Linked DNA regions of Zea mays: region 2 is linked to region 1. A link is a contact called in public Hi-C data. All regions are on one chromosome and are shown on one strand. The core of a region is the stretch at or near the end of the contact, and the rest is flanking DNA. Distances in the headings are between cores, read along the strand shown. Region 1 has its middle 260 kb from the start of LOC100284331. Region 2 holds the start of LOC100284331 (mitochondrial import inner membrane translocase subunit Tim17 family protein).

Evidence for each region. Hi-C and Micro-C count contacts between places; a contact is called where the count stands out from the background.
Region 2: a Hi-C map of tassel shows a contact between it and region 1, with 2.5 times the contacts expected there. The contact joins the promoter of LOC100284331 here to the enhancer-like site in region 1. A contact is called at or near these places in 2 of 25 Hi-C or Micro-C datasets (ear and tassel).

What each region holds. Positions count from the first base shown.
Region 1 is chr2:79,623,116-79,628,256 of Zm-B73-REFERENCE-NAM-5.0, forward strand. No RefSeq gene overlaps it. Among protein-coding and RNA genes, the nearest start is that of LOC100284331, 260 kb to the right of the region's middle. Within about 2 kb of position 3,751, at least 18 of the 20 cell types and tissues checked have an H3K27ac peak or open chromatin away from gene starts, as enhancers often do. A contact at or near this core is called in ear and tassel, where this site is marked.
Region 2 is chr2:79,884,594-79,889,905 of Zm-B73-REFERENCE-NAM-5.0, forward strand. LOC100284331 (mitochondrial import inner membrane translocase subunit Tim17 family protein) reads left to right here and starts at 2,142. Exons shown (of 4, transcript NM_001157226.2): 1 at 2,142-2,282; 2 at 2,385-2,498. The coding sequence starts at 2,177.

The sequences.
Region 1 (5,141 bases), core at 2,501-5,000:
TTCGCGAGAGAGAGAGTGTGAGCCTGTTCGTTAGCTCGTTCTCCCGCGTGACCTTTTGCATGAAGCCCTGAACCTCCCTTTTATAGATGCAAGGAGGGGGTCCAGATGTACAATGGGGGGTGTAGCTAGGCGCTAACGTGTCTGGCAGGGAAGTGCCTGAGCCCTGTGTACATGCCAACGTGGCTGTCGGAGAAGTGCTTGAGCCCTGCGTAGGCGATAACGTGGCCGTCGGAGAAGTGCTTGAGCCCTGTAGAAGCACAGCTGTCGGTGCTGCTGGGATCTTGCTGACGTCTCCTTGCTTCCGTAGGGGGCTGAGAACCACCGTCGTCATGGACGCACGCGGGGAGCCATCATTACTTGTCACCGGGGCGAGCCAGATGGGACGCCGGTCTTGTTCCCCCGTAGCCTGAGCTAGCTAGGGGTAGGGTAATGATGTATCTCCCGTGGCGCGGTCGGTCCGAGCCCAAGGTCGGGCGAGGCGGAGACTTCTCTTGAGGCCGAGGCCGGGGTCGGGTGAGGACGTGATTCCTCCCGAGGCCGAGGTTGAGGCCGAGCCCTGGGGTCAGGCGAGGCGGAGACCTCCTTCCGAGGCCGAGGCCTAAGGTCGGGCGAGGCCGAGCTTCCTGTTGCGCCCGAGGCTGAACTTGGATGTTGTCAGCCTCACCCTGGTGGGTGGCACAGCAGTCGGAGCGGGGCGAGCGACGCTGTTTTCCTGTCAGGTCGGTCAGCGAAAGGGTGAAGTGACTGCGGTCACTTCGACCTTGCCGACTGAGGCACGTGTGTCAGGATAAGGTGTCAGGCGATCCTCGCATTGAATGTGCCTGCGATACGGTCGGTTGGAGAGACGATTTGGCCAAGGTTGCTTCTCGACGAAGCCTGCTCGAGTTGGGCCTCGGGCGTGCCGAGGGTGCGTCCAATGCCTGAGGAGGCCCTCGGGCGAGACGTAACTTCGTCCGGGACTATAGTTCCCGCCCGAGGCTGGGCTCGGGCGAGGCGAGATCACGCCCCTTGGTAGACGAAGTCTTGACCTGAATCGTGCCCATCAGTCTCTGCAGCTTGTGCTGATGGTGGTTACGAGCCGTGTTTAGGAGTGTTGGGGGTACCCCTAATTACGGTACCCGACAATTATATAATAGGGGTTCTGTACAAAATAGCTAAATAATTACATCATATGACGACAACAATCTTCCGCAACCATAATTGACTGGGAGACGACGGCCTAGACCTCTCCGGGCTCATTGTAGCATCCTTCATGCTTCTCATCTTGTGGTACCTATTCTTGACCTGGTGTGATTATATCAAGAGTGAGCTCACATACGTTCATCGCTCAGCAAGTGTGGGGAATAATGTGCATGAGCTCACTTACGGTGAGGACTCATATAAAGTGTAAGACTTAACAAGCAAAATGGTTAAGGCTGAGCATTGCTTTTAATAAATTGTTCAAAATTTTATTAGCAATTACTAAGTATAAGTGTATACCAGCCCAACTAAATAATTGATCACAATTAATAATAAATTCCACGATGCAATGCAAATGACATGTTAAGTTTAATTCTATAAATTACTCATGTGAAGGTCTGAGCCGCTCTTGATCGTGAGCACGACTGATATACCAGTTTTACACTCTACACAGGTTGCACATCTTTACCCACAAGACATGTTCCCTTTGTCGCCTCAGGTTGGTCGGGCCCTTAAACACTTTCAAGGTGAGTAGGTGAGGGTACACTGCGAGGCCTTTCCAAAGTTTCACTAGCATGAGAGAACCAACTACAGTTTCAGACAGAAGGAAGCGATATAGGAATCCCTCGTTCGAAAATCCATCGGAGTACGATCGTCCCGAGAACCTCCCTATACCAACAACTTCCCCACCGAGCTTGCCCCTTTCGAGAAAGGGTTAACTAACACTAGCTTTCCTAATTAATCAGCCAAGGGTATCCCATTCTACCCTTGTGGTAGCACTGTTTTCTTGGGTGGTCGCTCCATGTTCCAATTAACATAATAATCTTATCATGAAAAATAATTGAGCCAACAATAATAATAAAGCATGATCATAGTTCAGATATAATATTGATCCTAAAACCAGGTAGAGCAATAGCAAGACTACCAAATAGATCATTTGTTTGCAAGGTGTAGGGTGAACAAACTAGGCAACCTATTAGGTTCCATTAGCTTAACTTAACATTTTACGGTGATTATCAGAAACATTATTAAGTAAAGAAAGTGATCAAGGGTACAACTTGCCTTATACTTGCAAATCCAAGGACTCCTCAAATTTGGACTTCCGGTTCCTCGTGACTTCACTCCTAGTCGTAGCAATACATACAAATAATTAGATAATGGATATAATAACATTACACTAAAACATGAAAACAAACTGTGTGATAATATTATACACGTCGAGATGAAACCGTAGTTCGAGAATCACTAAATTTGGAGTTAAAATGGATTAGTTATAAATTTTCTGAGATTCTAGAATTATTTTATACTAAAATAAATTTCTATATTTATTTTATATTTTCTAGATAAAATATGAACGATGGGTTTGATATTCTAAAGGTTCCAGGTCAAACTCATAAAGTTTTGGACACAGTGAGGATATTTGCATTGAGGTGGACTGCGGGTTGGTTACTTTAACAAAAACGCCATGACCGAAGGGGTATCATGTTATATCAGCCGTACGATCGCGATTTGGTGGCTGAAATCCGATCGGCAGGATTATGAAATGGTATCAATTACAGCCCTCAGATCCCGACTTAACGACTCATATTAAATCCCTTTTTAAACCGAACTGGTACCCTATATCGACGGTTGGATCTCGATCCAACGATCTGGGTTAAGCCTCACCAAATGTGTCGCCATTTTCAATCAGAGCCACACATCTAAGATTCAGCGGCTCCTATTCTTCTTCCCCAACCCAACCGAAACACGGCGGCGCCCTCCCCACCGCGGCGGCACCCACGCTGGTGAACAGCAACCCGGCTCTATGGTAACTATTTGCCCCAACCGAAACGTGCTACGCGGAGAGGAGACATTGGCAAATAAGGTTCATGGTATGTCACCAGTGGTTGGGAATGCGAAGCTAGCTGCCCACGCGGCATGGCAGGTCTGTAGCGGAGCCTTGTCTCCGGCGAGCAATTCGTACGGGGATAGTGGTCTTCTCCGCCCGACAACACCGCGAAGGGTTCGCACACGATCTGGCGATCATCCTCGACCACACCGCACACACAAGATGACAACGGAGATGCGGGACCACGACGGTGGCCATCATCCTTGTGCGGCGGATCCACGGCGAGCAGTTCTAGGGTCATCGAGGCCTCCCGCGCCCAGCAGTTTCCTCGGACGCGAACCACGCATGCGATGCTCCTCAGCCTCCACGCATGCTCTGAACGACGACGTCCGCGAGCGAATCGCTCGTCGTCTCTCCTTCTCTCCCGGCTCGGCTCCCACGGCACACAACTCTCTGCTTCCTTTCTCATGCTGCGGACGAGGGATGAACTCGATGGGAGAAAGGGGAGGGGAGACCGTGATACTTATAACTGAGGAGATCTAGTTCGGGGCGGAGGAGAAACACCTAGGCATTGCAGAGTTGGTTATTGGGATCCATGGCCGGCGGTTACACGAGCTTGCGCCGTGGTAAACGAAACACCTGACAAACCTGGCCCACATAGCAGCGCTGCCAACTAGACGTGAGCACGGGAAGTGCCGACAAAGCGGCCCCACCAGTCGGTGTGGTAGCCAATACGGGGTCCAAGGGCGCAAGCGGTGGAGGTGAGGCCGACGCTAGGGACCCACTTGTCGGCGAAAGTCTGAGTTGGGCTAGCGTGGGGAGGTAAAAGGAGGTTGGGCCACGCTGATTCGACTGGGACGCGCGGACAGGATTCTAAGGGAAACGGGCCGAGAAAGAGTGGTTTCGGCCCAGAACAGGTATTTTTCTTTTATTTTCTTTTATTTCTGTTTTCAATTTAAAATTCGGTTTTGAATTTACACATAAATGCACAAACAAACTTCGGCATGGTATGCAAGTTATATTTATAGGAATTATTTATTTATTGTCATATTTAGGAAATACTTCTAAATATGCAATTCGCAAACAAGAGTTTTATTTTGAGAAAATAGCCTTTTAAATGTTTAATCCAACTTAAAATCCAATCGTTATTACTTATTTATGTTGAGAGAACATAATCTCTAATAAGAATACTTTAGTTTAAATATTTAGAAAAGATTTCTAAATATAAAGTATTTTTAATTCATGTGAGCATTTTCTTTATTCAATCACTTTCATTTTAATTTTTTGGATGATGTTTTCCCCTAGATCCCAAATTTAAGGTTTTTTTGGGGTGTTACATCGCTGCTGCGGGGATATATTTGCAGCGCGAACCAGGGTCTTCCACTTGTTCTGGTTCATCGATCAGCAGAATTTCAAAGTGTGTTCGAAGGCTAAAAAGGAAATGAGAAATGCACACATACCATCACGAGGCTTGGCAGTTCGCATCATCGTCCATTTTTCTTGTGTAAGCTCTCACCTTTCTGCAGAATTCCTTAATTGCCGCATGATCCGAAAACACCACGGGAGTTTCTTCCTCAACTAGATCTCTCTCATAGAATAGTTTAATAGACATCCTTTCTATGATTTTAATGAAGGCATCCAAACGCCGCCCTGTAAACGATAAAGCAAATAGGAACAGCAAGCCAAAAATATAAGGTCAAAGTGGAGCGAAGTTTTGTCACCTGAAGCACATGATCAATTTGACTGTTCGGTGAACTGGTCAATCTTTCCATCATAATAGAACCATATGATCTTTCTTTCTCATTAGCACTCACACCATCCTCTAGATTGAAGGACTCGTGAGGCAACCAGAGGGAAATGTGAATGGGAGCTACTAAAAATTCTTGACTTGCGAGTATGTGACTTTGTTCCCAAAACTCAACCCAATACCTTCTAGAGACTCAAAGCAGCATATCAGAGTACAATGCAAACCAGTGTCTTTGAATGTACTAAAAGCCTGAAGAACACTCAACCAAACTCTATAAAAATTCAGCAACAGAAGAGTAGAAAAGGTCGAGCGACATTAACACGCTCCTGGCCGGCAGTGCCTCGCTATGGTTCGGCGGTGTCGAGCATGCTAAGATGCTCAAAAAAC
Region 2 (5,312 bases), core at 892-3,391, 260 kb after region 1:
CACATGGGATTGCTTGGGAAGTCGGGTTCATGGTGCATTTGGCTTGTTTGGTTTGAAGAGTGAGAAACCTACCTGGCCCAGGCAGCAATTCCAGACGTCCGATTTTAGATGTGTAGGACTATGAATTGAGTTAGGGGTGAAAACGGACGGATACGGACGGATAGTAGCTCATCCTGTATCCTACCCTAATGTATTTAAAACGGATTCGGGATCGGATACGGATAGTTAGAAACGAGACGGATACAGATACAGGTACCGGATATTTATCCGGGTTTCTTCCTGTATTTCGTCTTTTATTATGTTAGATGAAGGGGAAAAATGGGAACTCAAAGATATCGAAGAGTAAAAAAAAGGATGGAAGAAAAGAGTGATTGGTTGAAAAGAAAGAGAAATAGAATAATGAGAAGGTACAAATATTATTTGGTCGGATATCGGATACTTGTCGGATATTACATTAGTTGGTTATCATAAAATATTCTTGTTCGGCCACGAAATTGCAAGTAAATTATCAAGGCTAATAAACATTTTATAAGAAGATAATCTCAAGTTCCCACATAAAAATGGTAAAGTGAAGTATTGATTATGTTGAAACTTGGATACTTAGAGTGATTTCATGTAACTCACGCAATAAGTGGAAATAAAATAGAAGAAATGTCTACATAAAATCATCAAAATATAATTAAATTCATAAAATACACTAGTTCGATCCAAAATTGCAAAAATGTTAAGTGAAGTATTGATTATGTTGAAACTTTGATACATGAAGTGATTTTACGTGTAACTCACGCAATAAGTAGGAGTGGAATGGAAGAAACACTAGCATCTTGTGGATTTTATAGTCCAAATGTTTTTGAGAACTATATGTGGATATGTGTTGTGTCTCCGTAAAAATTTATGAATTGTTTGGGCTATTTTTGTATTATTATTATTTTCTATAGAAAATCATCAAAATGCACTTAAATTCATAAAATATTCTAGTTTCACTCAAAAATTGCAAATAAGTTACAAAAACTAATAAATATTCTATACGAAGATAACTCAAGTCCTCACATGAAAATGATAAAGTAAAATACTGATTATGTTGAAACTTTGGATACTTAGAGCAGTTTCACATGTAGCTCATACAAAAAAGTTAAAGTGAAATGGAAGAAACAAGTGATTCTTATAGATCTTATGATCCAAACATTTTTATGGTTATATATGAACATATGGTGTGCCTTCGTAAAATTTTTAAAAATTTGAGGCTATTTGGTGTATTATTAATTTCTTGTTGTAGGAAATCATCAAAATACAATTAAATTCATAAAAATATTGTAGCGTCGACGGAAAATTGAAAAAAGTTACCAATACTAATAAATAGTCTATAAAAAAAATAACCTTCAGTTCTCACATGGAGATAACCTTGAGTCCCCACATGAAAATGATAAAGCCTATTAATTTGATATAAATTTGAACACTATTTCAATGATTTTGACCTAAAGATGTGTTTAAACAAAAATGTGATGTACTACAAAGTTATAGATCTCTCCGAGCTCATAAATTTTCATATAAACTTTATTTTCATCTGATTTCATATGTAAAAGTTATGATTTTATAACTATATTATTATGCAGAAAAAGAAAAAATGGGTACCCGTATCCGACCCGAATATCTGGGTATTTACCGGGTAGTATTGGCTCCGTATCCGACCCGAATACGAAGCTGCACTATCCGGGTATTAACCGTATCCGTTCCGAATATAAAAATATCCGTATCCGTATCCGAAAAACGGGTATTTACACTATCCGTATCCGGTACCCGGCGGGTATACCCGACTCGTTTTCATGGCTTGTTTCACTAATCTTGGATTGGAGTGGATTGAGGTAATATAAGGTGTATTGAAGTGTAATATGAACTAATTTCTGTTTCAAACCCTAAAATACACTTCAATTCACTTCAATCATTTTTTTACCCAAACAAGGCCTAAATTGAGTTGACTGACCAGCGCTCAGGCGATAACCAAACAAACCCGTCTCTATGCCGACAGGCCTCCTTGCCTAGCCCATGAGCCATGGCCCATCGCAGTTCACAAATCAGCGGGCCGAATCACGCAAGTTCGTAGCCCGAATTTCCAACACCCAAGCCGTGCTCCGTCGACCGTCACCTCGAGTCAAAAACCGCCGCCGGCGTCACGAGGATGGCTGCTCCTACCGATGAGGCTGCCGGCTCAGGGACGCCGGGATCTACCGATTCGTTCCTCGCCGACTGGAGGGAACGGATCATTCTGCCGGCCGTCGCGGCTGGTGAGTCGTCTCCATTCCCGTCCTCGTTTACGTTTCTCGGGTCAGGTCCTGCGCTGGGCAGGCGTTCCTCGTTTAAGTTTTGTCGATTCGGTTGCTGTGCAGGTGTGCTTGGAGCCGCGTTCGGGCTGCTGTCGCGGCACCGGGCGCGCCTTGGCGCCGCCCGCGCCGCTGTCACCTACGCCGCGAACCTCGCCATCGTTGCTGGATGCTACGGAGGTGAGGTCTCTGTTCCATGAACATCCCATTGATGGGTTGCAAAGTTTGGCTTTGGGATGAACGGAGACTGGTTCTGCCGTTCTAAATTAGGCTTTACACACTGTGGGTAGAATTTCGTCTTATAATTTGATGATTCCTGGTGTGGGTGAGGTTTTGCTGTTGTACTTCATTTTTTCTGTTACATAAATTTTGCTTGCTAAAGTTATGATCGGATTGAATGTATCAACTGGCATTTACAGGCTTGCTGGCTGCTGGACGTATTTCTGGGTACTATGGCATAGCTAGATTTGTGAAAGTTAAATTGGTTGGTGTTCGTTTACTCAAAATGACCAAAGAAGTCATGCAATTGCTGGTGACTTGTTTTTCAGGCATAGCTAGATCTATGAGGTAGTTATTGTTTTTCAGGATTGCTACTATTAGAGTATTTCTCTGCCCACATGATACCTGATTTTTTTCTCTTTCCCATTACGGTGAGATCCATCCCTCGAGACCACCCCCACAAGACCAAGATTCTCAATGTCGACTAGGGTTTGGAATTTGGAGATTGGGGGTGGGGGGTTAAGGGTGGAAGATATCTAGTTTTAGAAGGTGCCCGTAGAATTTGGCTTGTTTGGTGTCAAGACAGTGGGGATACTAACATGGGTGGCGGAGTACGGACGGTAAGAAGCATTGAGATGTTGGAAACCCACTTCGACATGTTACCATGGTGACAAGGAGTAGTGGGAGCCATTAGAGATGATGTGAGGAGGGTGGGGCTGGGTCGACCACGTGCTGCTCAAGAGATGGTGGTGTGGAATTTAGGAGTGGGCAATCAGTTTGAACCGAGAATTCGGTTTAGTTTATTTGGTTTCCATAAACTTCGGGGTGGGGGGGGTTAAGGGTGGAAGATATTTGGATTTAGAAGGATGCTCATCGAATTTTGTTGGTTTGGTGTCGAGACAGTGGGGATACTAACATGGGTGGCAGAGTACAGAGGGTAAGAAGCATTGATATGTTGAAAACTCACTTCGACATGTTACCATGGTGACAAGGAGCAGTAGGAGCCATCAGAGATGATGGGAGGAGGGTGGGGTTAGGTTGACGACGTGCTGCTCAAGAGATGGTGGTGTGGAATTTTGGAGTGGGCAATCAATTTAAACCAAGAATTCGGTTTGGTTTGTTTGTTTTTATAAACTTCAGTTTCTAGAAATCAAGAGCCAATCAGTTAGACGCAAAAAAACACAAAATTGACGAATTCGGTGTTAGTTTCTTCGGTTCATTTGTCAGTTCAATTGAATAGTTTTGTCTCGCGCATCGCCTCAATCGTGCTCGTGCAGATGCCTAGATGCGCCGTCGTGGTCGTGCCCACATTGCCTCACGTCAGCTCCGCTATCCGGTTGTGTAGATGCGCCACTGTCTACAGAGATGCTGCCATGTGGGGACTCAAGTATGCCAGACGTTGTAGGGCTAGGGATGTACGATGGGCGGCTGAGCGTGTGGCACAGGCAGAGGCCGAGCGCAGCAACACGCTGGAAGCAACCTATCTGGTTGGATAGGTTAGGTAACCGCTAGGAGGGAAGTTAGGAAAGATAAGGATTAGTGTTAGCTTAGATCCTAAAGTATAGGGTTGATCAGTTGGGGCCATGGGCCATATATATCCATGTAAGCCGCAATTTGAAAGTTAAGAAAGATATTAGCCCTGATCTCCTATCTCCCTGTCTTCACTAAGCCTGCGACTGAGGAATACCTCGCCGAAGAAGACGGACGGCGGCTACGAATTACGTAGCCGCGGTCCAGCTACCCGAGGGTACATAGCCCTTGACAACCTGGTATCGCGATCCCGGCGATCCTCATCTCCACCACCAGCCGCCACTTTCCCACCACCAGCCGCTGCCCAATCTCCATCCTCCACCACCAGCAACGACGTTATTCCACCACCAGTAGCCGCACATTCTCCATAATCCACCGCCAACAACATGGGTGACGACATCAAGACCACCTTGGAGACGCTCGCGGTCAAAATGCAGGCCCTAGAGACCGCCGTCCAGGCCAACGCCGCAGCGATCCAGGCTCTCGCCGCTGATCGCTCAGCGTCGTCCTCCAACGGACCCCGCCTGAGAACCGGCGAACACTACAACGACCGGCCGCCTCGGTTCCAGAAGATGGACTTCCCCCGTTACGACGGCAAGTCTGACCCCTCCTCTTCATAAGTCGTTGTGAGTCGTACTTTTATCAACAACGGATTATGGAGGAGGAGGTGTGGATGGCGAGCTACAATTTGGAGGAGGGCGCGCAGATGTAGTTCATCCAAGTCCAGGCGAACGAGGGAACTCCGTCCTGGCGCCGTTTCAAGGAACTGCTACACCTGCGCTATGGGCCGCCGCTCCGATCCGCCCCGCTGGCCGAATTGGCGGAATGCCGGCACACGGGCACGGTCACCGAATATCAGGACCGGTTCCATGCGCTCCTCCCACGTGCCGGTCCCCTCGCAGAAGAGTAGCAGGTCCAGCTGTTCAAGGGAGGTCTCCAGCCACCACTCATCATTTATGTCCCAGCTGATACTTATGTGATCTAAGGATAAGAGCTATGAGATCTCTTCTAATCCCTATCCAACTAACCAGAGATAATCTCTCCTTTTTATTAGCTAACCCTTATCTAATCTATCCTGGCCGCATATGGCCTGTGGCCTGGCTGTGGGCCTTAGCCCTCCTAGCCACTAATGGCCATGTGCCTGGTGTAGGTGTCAGTCATAACATCTCTCCCCGCCTGCTGAAACAACTCGTCCTCGAGCTGAAAGTCGGGGTATGCAGAGCGGAAGTCATCCAGTGATCTCCT